Linked DNA regions of Zea mays: region 2 is linked to region 1. Evidence: chromatin contacts called from public Hi-C data. All regions are on one chromosome and are shown on one strand. Each heading gives the region's core, a stretch centred on a gene start, on an enhancer-like site or on the middle of the called end of the contact. The rest is flanking DNA. Distances are from core to core; before and after follow the strand shown. Region 1 holds the start of LOC100382256 (sugars will eventually be exported transporter4a). Region 2 has its middle 72 kb from the start of LOC103629915.

What was found. A called contact is a pair of places that touch in the nucleus more often than the background predicts.
Region 2: a contact with region 1 is called in a Hi-C map of leaf, with 2.4 times the contacts expected there. The contact joins the enhancer-like site here to the promoter of LOC100382256 in region 1. A contact is called at or near these places in 2 of 25 Hi-C or Micro-C datasets (both in leaf).

The regions. Positions count from the first base shown.
Region 1 is chr5:129,543,088-129,545,787 of Zm-B73-REFERENCE-NAM-5.0, forward strand. It overlaps LOC100382256 (sugars will eventually be exported transporter4a), which reads right to left and starts at 1,418. Exons shown (of 5, transcript NM_001175008.1): 1 at 1,234-1,418; 2 at 673-709; 3 at 91-469. The coding sequence starts at 1,276.
Region 2 is chr5:130,067,752-130,070,451 of Zm-B73-REFERENCE-NAM-5.0, forward strand. No RefSeq gene overlaps it. Among protein-coding and RNA genes, the nearest start is that of LOC103629915, 72 kb to the left of the region's middle. Within about 2 kb of position 1,425, at least 16 of the 20 cell types and tissues checked have an H3K27ac peak or open chromatin away from gene starts, as enhancers often do. A contact at or near this core is called in leaf, where this site is marked.

The sequences.
Region 1 (2,700 bases), core at 168-2,667:
TTGATGCCGACGACAGAGCCGCCGCCGGCCGGCCGACAGGAGGGCGAGAGTCGTTCGTATATATATATATACGTACGTACGCGTACGTACCATGACGGAGAGCGGGGCGGCGTACATGCCGGTGCCGAAGAGGACGCAGAGGATGCCGACCACCATGGACCTGCGCTCGTGCGTGTGCGCCAGGCTGAGCACCAGCGCGGCGACGGCGCCGACGAAGCCCACCTCGGCGGCCAGCAGCAGGACCACCTTGCGCCGCGCAGCCCCCACCGAGTAGAGGAGGAAGAGCGCCACGTAGGTCAGCTGGATCGCCATGCCGGTGCCGTTGATGGTGATCACCAGCATGCTGTGCGGGTGCACCGCCGGCAGCCCGTACAGCACCCACATCATGCAGTTCAGCAGCGTCGCCACGTACGGGATCGGCGAGTACTGCTCCACCGACCCTTTCTTCCAGATGCGGATGAACGTAGGCCTGTACGTCACATGTATATATATGTGAGTGTTATATATGCATTCATACATGCCATGCATACGTCGTACGAATTGTCGAATTGTATGTATGTATGCGCACGTACTAGCTAGTACTATGATTATATTGTTGCATGTTTTTTAAAACTTATTTTTTTTTTTGTTTCTTACTGTACTGAGAGACAAAATGAATGAATTGATTCTTACACTGGGGAGAGGAAGAGCACGAGTGCAGTTCCATTGCCTGCAACAAATAGTAGACAAAAACAAAAAATTAACAGAGAGGTGAATATTTAATAACCAGCTTGACGCAAGAACGAACTCTGCAATTGAATCATACTGTAGTGAAAAAAAACATGACCAAGCTAGTATGAGAAACAAAAATGTTTAGATCTCCAGGAAACCCGGGGAATTAATAGGTTAAGGCTTCATTGACAAGGATATGAAAAAGAGCTTGTGACGAGGACATCTGGAATTCTAGACATGCATGTGCAAAGCTTGGCAAAAGGAAAAAAAGAGGTGGATAGAAACTAATAAAGGAGGAAGTGAGCGCGTGCAGGCAGGAAGGCTGGAGCATGAAAACAGCCCGGCAACCCACATGACCTGCTAGTGCCATCTACCAAAGGGAGGCAGCAAGCAACCAGCAGGCTCCAGGCTGGCCTTCTCTGCTGCATACATGTTGCAGCATGCTCTGTGCGTATATGCGCGTTCTATGCAGAGGTACGGTACGGTACGGTACAGTCCGCGCAGGTATTGACGATTACTCACCGATGACGCCGATGGCCGTGCGGATGGTGTCCGGGGAGATCATGGTCGCCGCTGGCTTGGGGAAGCTGATGGCGCGAGGGAGAAGACGATGGGAGATATGGGTAGGACGACGCTGGTGAATTATGGAACGGAGGCGGGACACAAGAGACGAGGGATGGAACGAGAATTGAATGAGCTGATGAAGCTCCTCTCTGGTTCTTGGTGAGTGATGAGCGAGTGAAGCAGGGGGGCTGCTTAAATAGAATAGAGGTGGCTGGTGGTTCCCCTCCAACGCTCTGGCCACGGCCGGCCGCGGGTATCGGGGCCCGCCCTCGCCTCCAGCTCTATCTCTATCTGACTCCCTCTCGCTATCCTGCTGTGTAATCAGCTCTCCCTCTCAAGCGTCTCCTTTTTTCGGTGTACACACTGTTCCTCTCGGTGGGTCTATCTAACATAACAGCGGGCACCCAACTCAGGGAACTAGAATGGATCGGAGCCAGCCACACCTAGCCGGCCAACTCTCTCGTGTTCCTCTTTTCCTTTTCATCTCTGTTTCTTTCTTCACTCTTGTAAGTTAGGTGCAGCATCACAGCGTTTGCACCGTGTCGGGGTTCAGTCGATCTTGTTTACACATCTCGGGAGAAGCACAATTTTCTTCGTAGCTACCAACACTAGGCACGAACGGCCTCACGTACAAAATCTCATCAGCCATGTGGACATTATTACAAGTTTGTATTTATCATCTGCAGTACAACCAACAAACAAAATACGACAGAATACATACCAAAAGCATCATCATACATTGGACATAATAACACCCTCTAGCAGATTGACAGTACTAGGGTCTTCAAAGCCTTGTAATGGTGTCTTTTAGAGGTTGTTTTGTGTAAAATTAGTCATATTTTGTAAAAGTCATTGTATTCCTTGATATTTAACAAATATTCCTTGATAAAAACCACAAGGGGAACTTGATTAGAAAAAAAAAAGGCATGGACATAAGCCCTACTCGCGATCTGTGTCAACAATCTGATGAAGACAGCTATCACATAATCTTCAGATGCCCAATCGCCCGCTCGTTCTGGCACGAGTTTGGCGGTGCCCCAACCGAACATCTGACGACCAGCAGACCTTGGGAGATTAAGCTGCCTTCGTTCCCACATCGCATATCAGCACAGGAACACCGTCATCCATTTATGTTGCTGAACCTGTGGATAAACCGGCACGCAACAGTGTTTCGAGGTGCAAAACCATCCATCCAACGACTTGGGTTCTGTTTGTTTCCTTATATGATTATATAATTCAGCTTATAAGATTATATAAGCATCTAATGACCTATTTATAGATTATTATAATTTAAGTATCTTGATTATATAATCCACCTAATAATCTATGTAGTTCGTTTGTCTATTAACTTATTTGAGCTGAATTATATAATCTAGAGGATAAACAACAGGGCCTTCATCGACAATGTGCTAAAGAGGCTCGACT
Region 2 (2,700 bases), core at 175-2,674, 520 kb after region 1:
ACTAGTGGCCTTTCAATTCTGGCTTCGAGCCTCTCGGAGAGAGAGAGAGTCTCCTGGTTTGTGTCCAGTGGCTGTAGTGCAGCCCCTGGCGCTGTTATCTTCTTCGGCGGCATGACGAATGTCGATGTTTTGCCAAAGGTTGTGGAAGTGAGTACACCGGAGGTGGGCGCCAATGTTGCAGACTTGTTCTCAAATGCTATGAATTAAGAACAAGGCAACACAAAAATAGGTTAATGGTTAATGCCCTTCGTCCTTCGAAGTATTATTTCCCTAAGGACATAACGATCTTCGAACAAAAGTCATGAAGGACGTACCTTCATCATCACAACATATATCAATGAAAGACGAAGCATATGAAACATGAGAAATAACATGAATAATCATATGACACTGTTAATATATCTTTTATTATATAATCATGAATGGATAAGAACTATATTGAATTACATTTATACCTTCGGTTTGACAGAAGGCAAAGGTACAAGCGTGATGCACGAGCGAGTACAAGTCAGCGTGAACAGTACAGGGTACTGTTCATCTATTTATAGGCACAGGACGCAGCCTGTGTAAAATTACATTTATGCCCTTTATATTTACTATTGACTCATGGACAACCCAACGAGGATTAGATAGCATTTTCCCCTTTAGGTCGGTTCCTTTTTTTACTGCTGAGCCGAAGCTCCCTTGCGCGTAGCTTCGGAGCAGCATCAACCTTCGTCTCGACCATGCTTTCCACATCGTGTACGATTTTAACCCGAGTCCGAAGGTGCCTATTCATATATTACACTTGGGAAACATTGTTAAATCATGTTTTTGAGGACCTTCGGGAGACGAAGGCCCCCAACAATATCTTAGTCAAATTATCATCATGGACCAGATTAACTTTGGTCAAGAGGATTAAACTACTAATCATAGGCTAAACCAATATTTATTTATAAAAATATGCTTTATGGTACAAATAATGTCGCCACTGCGTAGACAATTTTATTACGAAGCTAATGCAACTTGAACGGGTTAAATCGGAGTTAAAACGCGAAAGAGATTTTTTAACCCTTTGTATTTATTTTTATATTATAAATCAATTTCTAGAATTCCTTTATAAAGTTAGGGGCTATTTTACAAAATTCTGGGACCTAAATGTAAGGATTCCATTATAGCCATGGACGGTGGATTAGTATTTGAGTTCCTCAAGGGCTTTTATGTAAAGAGGCGTGCGGCGAAGGGGTATGATTTATTATGGGCCGCTCAGATCTAAATCATCGGCACAGATTAGACCATTCATCCAAGTGAACCGGTTGCGCTATCGGCCGTTGATTGTGAGATTTGCGGTGAGGATTTAATTAAAACGAGATCCACCCATGATCCTCCGATTCGAATCCAACGCACCTGCTTTGAACACTGACATGGTACCCTCATATTTAATCCAGACCGTCAATCAAGGGCGGACGGCCACCGCGCTCTCCTCCTTCCCACGATGCCTCCCAGGCAGCGCCGCCCCGCAAGCACGGCGGAGGGTATGTCGGAGCGTTGCGATTTCGCATAGCAATGCCCCATCTCATGCGTAGTGGTGAACCCAGCAGACTAGATCAGGGTGACGTACCGGCGGGTGAGGAGTCGACAATTCCTAGACACGGCATCATGCGGCACAGCGGCGGTGGAGAAGATCCGGCGAGAAATCGCCATGCCTTCACAGTCTCCTGCGCTCAGCGATGTAGTTCCCCATGTTCACCACCTCCTAGCACACCTCCCACATCGCACGTAAGTCACCAATCTACGCTGTGCTCAACTAGCGACGGTGGCGGTGGTCGGGACCCTCTCTGTTCTCTCTCTACGTGAGCCCTTGGTTCATGGTGCTCTCCCGTGATGAAGACAACTAGGGGGTGCTGTGCTCAGTAGTTATCTGTCGGGGCCAAGGAATCCGCAAGACCGGTAGCAGAGCAACGCGGGAACCACGGCATGCGTTTGCGACAGATCCCGACATTGGTGGGTTTGAGGTTGACGCTGACGGTGCGGGCCCAATGGCCGGTGTCACGGCGTGCGTCCAGTGTAGATGTGGCGGGAGCGGCCTATGATGGGTGGGCCCCACATGTCGGCACGGAAGCTGAGCAGGCTGGTACAGAAGAGTAGTAAATGGGCCAGGGAGGGAATTCAGCCAAGGTAGTGTAGGTCTTCTTTTTTTTCTTTCTTTTTATGTTTTCTTATTCCCCCAATAATTTCCAAAACTAAATTTTGAATTTAATCTTAGATTTAGATCACTTTTGTACTTCAAACTCACGTTAAATACATAATCAAAACTTCAACATGGATGCAGAGTTTACTTTACATACATTAATTATTTTATCCATGCTTTGAAACATGTAACTCAATAAGGGACAATTCATACATTATTCATTTTTTAGAAAAAAATATTACTTCTTGAGTGTATCAATATTGAAAAATACATTCGAACATTTATTACTTATTTAATTTAGAATAAGTTGATATAAAATCTTACCAAGTGTTATTAAAATATTTATAAAGAGTGCTTTATAGCTTAGAAAGGGAGTAATAAATAGATTGAAAGTCTTACTTTTATTCTGTGTTCCAAAATGTTAGTTTAAAATTTTGGATCTAAGTTTTGAATACCAACTCTTCATATAACTTTGGAGAGATGTACTTTATAAAGAAAAAAGGAATCTATTAAAAGACATTTTATCTCAA